Linked DNA regions of Mus musculus: region 1 is linked to region 2. A link is a contact called in public Hi-C data. All regions are on one chromosome and are shown on one strand. Each heading gives the region's core, a stretch centred on a gene start, on an enhancer-like site or on the middle of the called end of the contact. The rest is flanking DNA. Distances are from core to core; before and after follow the strand shown.

Region 1 (6,038 bases), core at 1,785-4,284, 580 kb after region 2:
CATAGTACTACAGGAGGATCCCGCAATACCTCTCCTGGGCATATATCCAGAAGATGTCCCAACCGGTAAGAAGAACACATGCTCCACTATGTTCATAGCAGCCTTTTTTATAATAGCCAGAAGCTGGAAAGAACCCAGATGCCCCTCAACAGAGGAATGGATACAGAAAATGTGGTACATTTACACAATGGAATACTACTCAGCTATTAAAAAAATGAATTTATGAAATTCCTAGGCAAATGGATGGACCTGGAGGGTATCATCCTGAGTGAAGTAACCCAATCACAAAGGAACTCACACAATATGTACTCACTGATAAGTGGATATTAGCCCAGAAACTTAGGATACCCAAGATATAAGATACAACTTGCCAAACGCATGAAATTCAAGAAGAATGAAGACCAAAGTGTGAACACTTTACCCTTTCTTAGAAATGGGAACAAAACACCCATAGAAGGAGTTACAGAGACAAAATTTGGAGCTGTGATGAAAGGATGGACCATCTAGTGATTGCCATATGCAGGGATCCATCCCATAATCAGCTTCCAAATGCTGACACCATTGCATACACTAGCAAGATTTTGCTGAAAGGACCCAGATATAGCTCTCTCTTGTGAGACTATGCCGGGGCCTAGCAAACACAGAAGTGGATGATCACAGTCAGCTATTGGATGGGTCACACGGCCCCTAATGGAGGAGCTAGAGAAATTACCCAAGGAGTTAAAGGGAACTGCAACCCTATAGGTGGAACAACAATATGAACTAACCAGTACCCGGGAGCTCTTGTCTTTAGCTGCATATGTATCAAAAGATGGCCTAGTTGGCCATCACTGCAAAGAGAGGCCCATTGGACTTGCAAACTTTATATGCCCCAGTACGGGGGAACGCCAGGGCCAAAAAGGGGGAGTGGGTGGGTAGGGGATTGGGGGGGGGTGGGTATGGGGGACCTTTGGGATAGCATTGAAAATGTAAACGAGGAAAATACCTAATTAAAAAATATATATATAGTCTTTATTATTCAATTTAAAAGAAAAAAAAACTGGTCCGAGTTTGTGCTTCTCCCAGCTGACCGCTAGATTACCTCTTTGAACCTCTCTCCACATCTGAAGGAGCCTGATTACAACCACAGCCTGATGGTTCAAGGGCCTCTAGTAGGCCCCACATGTGGTTAGCCCATCTAGAAGTTTACAACATTGATGGTCGCTTTATCTTTAGATTCTTAGGATCTTACAAAATGATGGTGTCTCTCAGTACGATGAGCAAAATTGATGTGTTTTGAGTGCTTACGTGTAAGGAACCAATGGGCTCGCTACATATGAGTACACACACACACATACACACACACACACACACACACACACACACACACACACACACACACACACACTTCACTTTGATTCTTTTCACTTTTCAAAACACCAGAGCAGACAAACCGATGCTAAAGAGGTAATCTGTACAGCAACCCCTCAGACTAGAAAGGAAGCTGGTACTGCCGTTTCGTTCCAGCCACACAGATAACATTCAAGCTCTTAATGGAATGAAAACACATTACTGTCTGAAAGGAGGGTGGTGGCAGGGATAATGACAGAGAGTCAGTTTCCCCTCCTGAGAATGTCCATGTTGGGAAGACATGGTCTGCTCAAGCCTGGCTCCTCTTTGCACCGTGAGTTAGAACGCACCGATTTTCCTAAGGATTCTCTGACCTCATGGAGTTGCTCCCAAACCCATGACTCACTCCACACGCCCTGCACATCTTTTGTCTCACCATCAACTCAGAGCAATTGGAAGAGACTCAGAGATTCAATTCTGAAAAACAAACCTCATCATAATGGGAAATCCAATTAGCTCTAGATACAGTAGCTGCATCGGAGAAGAAACCACTGTAATTCTGCCTTCTGCAAAAATGGTTTAGCCGTTCATTAGGTAGCCCGTCAAAAATTAAACAACGCCAATTCTTTTTTTCTTGTCCTGATATCTAGCATTATCTGGAGAATTATATTAGAAGACAGATTACTGATCTGCCTTGTAACTAGATGTAATTCCTGGAATCTTTGTTTTCCTTCCTGTTTTATCTTCTCTTGTATGTCTCAATGTGCGGGAAAGTAATTATCTCTGGGGAGGCCAGGCTGCACTCCTGTTCATCTGTTTGGGGAGGGTAAAAATGATGATGTAGATAATGTTGATATCATTTTTAGCTTTGCTAAGTGAAAAGTGATATTAAACAGCGATATTATCATGCTTACTCTCTCAGATGCTTTGTGAAAGAAATAAAAAGAAAAAGTGATTGTTATCTGCTTACAGGAAGGGAAGCTGAAACCACATGACTTGCTTAATGTCTCAAATGAGATTATTGGTAGAGGTAGAAGTAGAAACCCAGCTAAGTGTTCGGCCTCGGAACGAGGACTTGCCATGTTGGCGAAGCTGGCACTCCCTGGGTTTCTCTACACACCTTGGGGTTTTTATTATGACTTTTTACAGATTTGACTTAGTCACATTTGATAAAAATCAATGTCTTTACTACAGCATTATGAAGTATAGAAAGATGCCTGGGATGTAATTTCTGCCCTCAAATGGAATCAAAGGACATGATAAATACAAAACAGCAATAATAGCTAGCATATGACAGAGACAAGAAAATTGTGTTAAAGCCTTTTGCAAGTCAGTAAAATGTGTATGTGTCTGTACTCAGAGTATATGTGTGTAGCATGTTTAGACGATGTCTCCTTTGGTTGGTAGTAAAGGAAAATAAAGGGAAGTAATTAGAAAAGAGAAGGAGGAAGGATCTCCCTTCTTGTAGTTTTCTTGGAGTTAGCTTGTCTTGCCCCAAGGTAAGATTCACAGTCACGAGCTCCTCTGCGGCTTCTGTGGGTCTGCAGTACGATTCTGCAACCTGCAGCTTCAGAGTTGCACATTAGGGAACAGCTTGATGATCTCACCACTCCCCAGTTTCAACGAAGAGACAACTGACTTAGATATGGACAACGCAGGAGTCTACAGAAGATGAGCATCAACAGCTCTAGCAGGTTACCAGCAGGGGGCTGGAAAAGAAAAACAGAAAGAGAGATTTCCGTAAGCAACCAAGCTGGCCTTTGTACAGCCTAGGTGCACTTGGGCACAGGTCACCTGAGTGCCTCAAAAAAAATCAGACTGAGAGCACCCCCACACCAACTGTCTACTTCCTACATTTCCTCCGGCCCTCACGTTATGTGGCATTTGGGGCACAGCTGCTTTCATTTTGCATTTATGAATAATTTGAGACTATATTTAGGTATTTCCAGTCATTAGGTACCTACATTTCTGTATACAGCTTGAAGATTTTTATCTTTTTTTTTTCAGAATTCAAGAAATTTATGAGAAAGAAAGCTCTTAATATTAGGTCACTTAGTCAATTACCGCTTTTCCTGCCTAATGCAAGACTATTCCCTAAAGCCCTGTTTCTAGCTCTCTGTTGCCTATTTTTAAATGTACTAACTGATGGTGATTCTGCCACTTCACTCAGGAGACCATTATCCTGGCTCCCCATCCTGGGTGTCAAGGGGTTTTCCCTGGTAATTAGCTGCATCTTGCTATTTCTCCTCTTTCCCATTATCCCTAGTTATCCATTCCCTTGTAACAATATTATTTCTTTCACATTGGTTCTATATTTTTAGATACTTTCCACAATTCTGTAAGCCCCTCTAAAAAGGAGCTGAGAGTCTTAGTACCAGCCCGTATCTTAATTATTCACACTGCTACAGGATGAAGCTGGAGTTAATGGAATCAGCCACTGGGTTCTCCTGTTTCTAGCAATGTGCTGCATTAGCCTGTGCCTGCATCTCTGCTTGTCTGCATTGATTTTATCAGTCTTAGGTCATCTTCTTCCACCAAGCAACGACTCTTTAAGCATACTGTGTCTAGGTTATGTGAAAGTATACAAGAAACGGCCACTTTATTTTCTGAAAAATGAGAAGTGAGAATATACACTTTATTAAAGTTCTAGGTGTGTTAAGTGATATTGGGTATGCAAATAATTTAGTGACTATTCCAGTGTGCCCCAATGTAATAAAAGCAGGCAGTATATCTGTCCACCATATGAATAAAGATTTTGAATCCAAATAAATACCTTGCATTTGCAGCCTTATCACATGCTGTGTGTATGATCTTATCAACACACGCATTACATAATATTTCATGGTTTACATGAATGAACATTTCCTGAGGGAAGGCAGTATTTGGTCTTGTGCATCTCTAGTCCTAACGAGTCACACTTAAGTTGACCCTACTCCTCCAGTCTCAGTGGTGTCACCTATGAAAGGCAGTGAAACTATTCAGACAAACTGAGTCAGACACAGTTTCTGCCATGGCTCACACCTTCTTTGTCCATTTTGAATTTTAGCCATCACTGCAGATACCAGATGTGCTCAGGGAAAATCTGACGACATTTCACCTCCATTGTACCTTACAGAATACTGGCATCTCCTAAGGGACGTCTACAAGAGCCTGGTTTCAGGAGAGCAGACAACCATCTCCTAAGCAATAGCTCTCAGGGGAAATATTTGCTGATCGCAGCTGGGCAGTGGCATCTAATAGGGAGACGCCATTGTGGGACATTTTTAACATCCTATGGTGTGCAAGATAGCTTCTCAAAATAAAAGATTGGTCTGTCCCAAATGTGCTGGCTAGTTTTTGTTTTTTTTTTTTTTTGTTTTGTTTTGTTTTTTTAATGTCAACTTGATAGAAGCTAGGGTCATCTGAGGGAACCTCATTTGAGACAATGTCTCCATAAGATATGTCTGTAAGCAAGCCTGTAGGGCATGTTCTTAATTAGTGATTGATGTGTGAGAGCCTAGACCATGGTGGGTAGTAACACCTCTGAGCTGGCAATCCTGGGTTCTATAAGAAAGCAGGCTGAGCAACCCATGAATAGTAAGCCAGGAAGCATCATTTCTCCGTGGCCCCTGCATCAGCTCCTGCCTCCAGATTCCTGCCATGCTAGAGTTCCTGCCCTGAGTGCCTTCAATGATGAACAGTGATATGGAAGAGTAAGTGAAATAAACCCTTTGTTCCCCAAGTTGCTTTTGTCCATGAAGTTTCATCACAGCAATGGAAACCCTAACTAAAGCACTAAGACTAGCCCTTTTGTTTTAGCCAGAGCTCTGTTTACTGTCTTCAGACTCAACCCACCTAAAAGGTGGTTTTCTTGATCTCTAGTACACATTCTAGCTAGCTAACAGAACACTCTATTGGTTTATATCCTATGAAATAAGTGCTACATGGAAAGGACTACCTAGGTTATAACACTGCTAGGCATGATATACGGTCCTCTGACATGGCAAGAAATAGCATAGCCAAGGAATTATAATATTCAATTAATATGGACCCAACAGAAGCCAGGAAGCAATATGAAAATAGACCTTGAGGATACTCATATACAAAGTTAAGAATATAAGACAAGAAGAGAGAAAAAAGACTGCTGTCCCATGACAAAAGGCTTGATACCTTAATAACACATATAGAGCTCATGCTAATATGTCACTGAAGCTTAAACCTTATCAAAGTACTCAGATAACAGAAGCGTGAGCATGGTATTGGAGACATGATCAAAATCCTCAGACAGGTAAGAAAGTGGTGATGAATTTGTTATGTCAGATCAAAAGACTCTGATGAGTTCAGCGGCACTCTTTACTCCATCGTGAAGGATGCATGGAGAGAGAAGCAGGAGGATTGTGGAGAAGTTAGGTATTGCACTCAGTGCTGGGAGGTGCTCCAACAATATCAGAATTTAGAGAATTCAAGAGTAGGGGAGACTAATTTGTCTTCATAGAAAAAGGATATCATATCTGTTGAAACACACATAAAGGCTAGAGTCCACCCATAAGAATCTGTAGCAAATGTGACTAAATTATGGGCATAAGATGAGGGGCAGCCATCTAGGATCTTGCTTAAGTGTATAACTAGAAGTTGTGATTTGGTTATCAAAGGTCTGGAATTAACTCCCACAATGGAAAAGCATTATCACTCAGCTAGCTCTGTAACAGTAATCTGTTGCTCACTGACAA
Region 2 (6,124 bases), core at 3,536-6,035:
TTGTGAAACGATGCAGCGCCTACTGACGGACACCTCTACCACCAACTCTGCCACTGCCAGTACGCTACACAAAGCAGAGCATCTCTTCTGTGGTGCTATTTATTGTACTTGTGGTTGCACTCTGTTCATGTAATAGCAGAATGGTTATTCTTTGTACTGACTTAAGAGGAACACACAACTGTTGCATTCACTCATCGCTAGTGTGTGTTTCTGGTCTTTGCTGAAGCTTACTTTAAGAATCCATAATTATTGAAGGTAAGCACAACAGGGTAAGTGCGCAACCGTGTGCTTTCTGTTCGTCTTGCTACTTTCAAGTAAAGACAGTTTATACAGGGGCTACAGGATTAATTAATTTCATTATATAAACAGGTACCGCTGTCTCTGAAGGCGAGGCTTACTAAGTAATACGCAGATTTGCTCACTGATGCTTCCAGGAGATAAATCATCAGGTCTTAAGATCACCGACTGTCATGATTATCTTGCTGACTGAAGTCTGCCCCTATTGTGGATACTGGCTACTGGCAGAGCTGTGCTTTCTATTTCTGCCTTGGCTTCTTTCACACACACAGGGTGGTTGGTGATAAAATGAAGTCTCCACTCTTGCTTTATCAGTTTAATTGATCCTCATCCACTTTTCCTTATGTGTTAATTAATGTATGTATGAGCTCTCTTCTCATCTGTAACCCAGTTTCCGGGTCGATCCTTTGTGAGTTTCTCTGTCGTGACCTGCCTATGTGGTAAGCACTTAAAACCCACGTGTTTGCTAAATTTTGACCAAAACTGAAACATAAAATACCAACTGAATAGTCAATAACTAACATACCTTAAGCAGAGTTATTTTCTTTAGCCTAACTTCACCCAAAATAGAAGCCTTCCCCAAATAAGTTTGTGAAAGTTTCCTGACCTTCTAAGATGTCTTGGTGTCATATGTAAATTTCTTAAATGTATTTAATCTCTAAAAATTATACATAGCATAGTATTTCTCACTTATAGTAATTTTCTATAATATGTTCTAAGTTATCTATAGTCTACACACACACACACACACACACACACACACACAAACACACACACACACACACACACACTTATACCTATACCAACCATAGCAAGTTACCATGGGTAGCATGTTATCTGGCTTTATTACAAACCAAACTATTACTTCCCATTTGTCTCAACATTACTCCCCCATCTCACAAACTCACCCTGGCCTGCATAGCTTTAGAAACCCACCTTGGATCACCTTCTCCTCTTATGCACATGCCACACCCCTACACAGCTGATATACACTACCCAGAGGCTAGGAGACAGAGAATCTTGGGAGAGATCATGTTTGACCCCATACAGGGCAGCATCTCCCGAGACCTGCTAACAGGAAGGTGTCCAGGCCACTTGCTGGATTGAACGTCGATTCTGAATCACCCTTACTTTTATTTAGAAGGCCCGTTAATCTCTCTACTTCATCTGTGAACACTTTCCAACCCTGCAGCTTTGCGTATGGTAGTGTGAGATTAGCTGTCATTTCTTTTTACTCAGGCCCTTGCCTAGACCACACTGAACAAGGAACAGAATCTAGGAAAGCAGCAGTCATTGGAGAGGAGAACGGCAGTGCCCTTCGGTGTCGCATGTGCTGGAGAGTTTAACTGGGAGGAGGGGTTCTTTGCTACGTACAGCAGCAGCTCTGGCTTTTCAGCATCCTGAGCTGTTTCACCAGATCCCTTTGGGGTGAGCAAGAAAGGGAGAGAGATATGGTGGGCTACAGCCATTTACCCACTATCACTTCTCTCCCAGTCTGAGGTTGACTGTGAGATCAGCTTCCTGCTTTGGGCTTGGCAAGAGCCTATTTTTCTCCATAAAACCAAAGAACATTTTTTGTTTGTTTGTTTGCTTGTTTGTATTTTTGTGTGTGTGTGTGTGTCTGATTGCCCAAATCATTTATTGATGCTAAGTAAGACTAATCTTGGCAGCTAAGTGCATGCACTTCTGCACGCATTTGACTCTCTCCGGTTTAATTCATTTTAAATATTTATTGGGTACCGTTCTACATAAAGCACACTCTATTCACTGTCCTAAGGCAAAACTGCCTTAATATGCCATGTTGATTAAACATGGGCTTAGATATTTGCTACAATAGCTCCTTTAAATCCAGGCACTTTGAAGAGGAGAGAGTACAATGGACCACTTCAAGTCTAGATTAAAGGGAAGGACCGGCTTACAAGCGGAGGCCTCACCATAGGCTCCATTTATGTTCCCTGCCTTTTTCAATGCTAAGCCAGTGCCCCATCACTACTACTTGAAGAGCCAGGGTCTAATTAATGAGCAGATTTGCCTTCTCTGCCTATTTCTGTCAACCTTGCTTCAATTCCCAGGGTCAGTAGTTAGAGTCAAAGTCAGCTGACTCCATTCTTCCATTTTCCTAGAAATCACATGCCTATTGTGAAGATGCTGGATCATTAAAAGTCAGAGGCACGGCATCTGCGCTGCCCTGCTCCAGCCGCTCGCACTCCCGGCTCAAGAAGCCGGATGAGCTCATCCTAATTGCATGGAAAACTGAAGGTCAGTGCATCAAATTAATGCAGCAGCAGATTTCAAAGGGGCACATGACCTCCTCTCCCTGGTACAATTTGGTCAGTGAAAATGGGTCTCTCCTCCCCGCTGCCAATATTGTCAACAGGCATTCAGCAGAGAACAATCGGGAGTATTGAAACATGTAATTAAGTACTGCTTAAAACTACTCTATTCTAATTAATAGAGCCAATTTACACAATATGTAATCTTTTCAGTTCTTTAGTACAGTCCAATGGTCTTCAGTAAGCAGCTCTAATCTCCCCAGGCTCAGGAAAGAAAAGCTATTCTCCAGCTCTGTTCCCCCCTTTAAAGGCAGGGGCTGAAAGCCAACTTGTAGTTTGCGTGTTAACTCTACTGGCGCCAAATCCAGAATTCTGGCAAACTGGGAGTTGATGGGTTTCCAGCCAAAACTCAACTAGGGACAAAACAAACGTAAGCAATATGCAGACGTTGTGCAAGAGAGAGACTGGGCGCCACGTGAGATGTGCTTTTTCATACCATGAGGCTGGTTGTGAAACCTAAGGCCTTGGCGTCATCCGTCTACAGCCAGGACTGAGTATACTAAGGCGGCCCACAGAACCGTACCTTTGCACTTGTTGGTGGCCTTATCCAAAATCGCCTTTGTGGACACGATCTTCCCATATCTAAAACAAAAGGGAAAAGGAAGAAGTTACAAGGAGCTGTTATTCATGTCTAAGTCCAAAGAACACACAATTTTCTTTCAAACATCTGCAAACTTTAAAGTACAAAATGTTCTTTACTGAGGGGAAACACAAGGCGAATTCTGAACTTTAAACTAAGAAAAAAAAAAAAGGAATGGCCAGGCTTCCCCTTTGAAGCTCTATATCAAGTTTGATGTTTGGCTTTGAAGAACAGGTACTTTCCTGACAATCTTCAGGAAAAAAAAATGAACGAAATACTCTATACAAAAAAAAAAATCTCCCTTCTGATAACATTATGTCTGTGGCCAACTACAAAGCCAATACAAGGCCACCGATCTATTAAAGTTCTATGACCCACACAGCTCTTTATGAAACACAGACAGCATTATTCTATTCATCCCGGCTCGGAAAAGCGAGCTGTGTGGTTGCAGGCTGAGTGGCAGGTGTATATGTATTCTGCTTACCAAATTTAATGGCAAAAGATAGGGGTTTTCTCCTTTTGCCAAAGACTTCTATATTTATAAATATTACTAATATCACTTCTCGGCTGGAGAGATGGCTTAGTGGTTAAGAGCACTGACTGCTCTTCCACAGGTCCTGAGTTCAATTCGAAGCAACCACATGGTGGCTCACAACCATCTGAAATGGGATCTGATGTCCTCTTCTGGTGTGTCTAAAGACAGCAACAGTGTACTTATATACATGACACAAATAAATAAATCTTTAAAAAAAATTCTCGAGCCGGGTATGGTGGCGCACGCCTTTAATCCCAGCACTGGGGAGGCAGAGGCAGGCGGATTTCTGAGTTCGAGGCCAGCCTGGTCTACAAAGTGAGTCCCAGGACAGCCAGGGCTATACAGAGAAACCCTGTCTCGAAAAAAAAGAAAAAAAAAAAAAAGAAAAAAATTCTCAAAACAAATGGAAAATTAAAAAATTAAATCTAACTCAGCAATAACTGTTCAGGTGGCAAGTGTGAGCATGTGTGTGTGTATGAGATGGGCTGTGGAGACTACGGGACAGCCAACTGGGACTCGTCACTAGTTATATGATTGTGTTCATGAGAAATGGCGTTAAATCCCTTAAGGTGTCACAGAAACTGGGGAGAGGGAAAAATGCACAATGTTCTGATTTAGTGCGCTCCTGCTACAGATTAAATATCATTTACAAACGCAGACAGAATAGCCCCACCTCCCCTCAGTGCAAACCCTGAGGAAAAGCGCTACAACCCGTACTTGATTTCCAAACACTCAGGGCACTCTGAAATCTAGTATTTACAATTTTAAAATCAGGGAAAACTTTGGAGGACTGTGCAGGCGATCCTTCCTGAATCCGGGGCCAAAATTTCCTCACATCTGCATACAAAGTTCTACAATTCCATTTTCCCTGGTGCTTAATTTATACGTTTTAAGACATGTTCTTTTCTGCCTTTCTCATGATTACCTTTTGAGGATTAAAAAAAGTGAGTCTTCTAGCTGAGGAGGGAGCTGGGTGGCTGAGCACTTGTCAAGTGTGTCACAAGTACACTGAGGTCCCGAGGAAGAAGAGAACCTCAAGTGTCTTAAGTGTGTTAGGCAATCAAAGAGTTCTCCACTACATTTTATGCCGCTCTGAACATTCGGTACTTATGCTTGTATGTGAAAGCAGCTGACATACATTTGTCCGAAAGAACCAAATGGCGCGAGCCACCTCTCTTGTCCATTTAAGTCCCCTCCTTCCACTCTGTATAATCACGTAGTCAAGTGAGTTCTAACTAGGCATGAAAAGTAAGGATAATGTAAGGTTCAAATGATAATTACATCCAAGAGACAGCAGCGCAAACACCTTCAATTCCCCAAAGAAACCCTGAGCACTCCTAACGACATCACTACGGATCGCTGGGTTTACAGAAACAGATGTAAAGGAAGCACAGAAGCTAAAAACAAAGAAAGCCAGACATAACGATGGCCCTTCGGCAGTCGATCCTTTTCCAAGGTCATGGGCTTCCCTATTCCCAGCATTCACCCCCATGGGCAGTCGTCAACGGAAGCATTTCTTAGATTCTGTCGCACACTTCCAAAAGCAGGAAGGGCTTGTATGACCCCAGCTTTGAGTAAGGGCACAGTCACTGAAGGGATGATACTATGCCTGAGGTCTCTAAGAACCCACTGTTCTTTGTCAACTAGAGAATAGGATGTTCAGGAGGTCAGGGGTTGGCACTGTGTCCTCCGCTGCTGCTCTGAACACTTTGTGATGGCAAAGGTGTAGGGAAGTGGAGAGGTGACATGCTGGCCACACCACATCCCTGAGCTCTTCCTTCTCTGCCGCCTGTGACATTGACGCTCACCCTCGCACCTATGCTATCTGTGTTTCTCCTCACTGTGGGAGATGGTATCCACAGAGGCGCTTCCCATTCCATTCCCGTGGTCTGTTCAGGGGTGCCTGGTCCATTCTTCGTCTTTACTCCTTCCTTTAATTTAATAGTTGACCCCTGACCATCTTTATTTAGATACTTATCCAGAGATGTGGCTGTAACTAATGCTATTTCTCTTTCCTATCTTTTGAGAATACACACCAAGGATATCAAGTATTGGTTAGAAATTGTCTCGTGCCCACCACTGTCTAAAAAGCATCCCAAACACATGTTCCATCTCCTTCTTGTATCTTTATTCAATAGCACTTTACTCTCCTGTTCCTGCCAAGCTCAGGTTACCAGGGACTGTGTCAACTCTGAAGGCAGACGGTAACCCTGCTGAGTTTTGTCTCTGATGCTTCCAAAATTCCCTATACTGTCTAGACTTATTTAAACAGCACTAAAAAGTCCCCCAGCCTCCACGCCACTGGTCCTTCTAAGAGGACCCATCTGCTGCATCAATCTCCCTCACGCACCCTGTTAGACATGTCCTGGCCACCTGCCC

The links. Hi-C and Micro-C count contacts between places; a contact is called where the count stands out from the background.
Region 1: a Hi-C map of olfactory sensory neurons shows a contact between it and region 2, with 2.1 times the contacts expected there. The contact joins two enhancer-like sites. A contact is called at or near these places in 8 of 484 Hi-C or Micro-C datasets (the AML12 cell line, bone marrow-derived macrophages, brain and 5 more) and 3 of 115 datasets of contacts at active chromatin or transcription factors (embryonic basal ganglia, embryonic hindbrain and epiblast stem cells).

Annotation. Positions count from the first base shown.
Region 1 is chr2:61,376,172-61,382,209 of GRCm38.p6, forward strand. No RefSeq gene overlaps it. Among named protein-coding and RNA genes, the nearest start is that of Gm39834, 8.7 kb to the left of the region's middle. Within about 2 kb of position 3,035, at least 9 of the 459 cell types and tissues checked have an H3K27ac peak or open chromatin away from gene starts, as enhancers often do. A contact at or near this core is called in olfactory sensory neurons, where this site is marked.
Region 2 is chr2:60,794,531-60,800,654 of GRCm38.p6, forward strand. Rbms1 (RNA binding motif, single stranded interacting protein 1) reads right to left here. Exons shown (of 14, transcript NM_001141931.1): 3 at 3,154-3,212. Among named protein-coding and RNA genes, the nearest start is that of Rbms1, 84 kb to the right of the region's middle. Within about 2 kb of position 4,786, at least 10 of the 459 cell types and tissues checked have an H3K27ac peak or open chromatin away from gene starts, as enhancers often do. A contact at or near this core is called in olfactory sensory neurons, where this site is marked.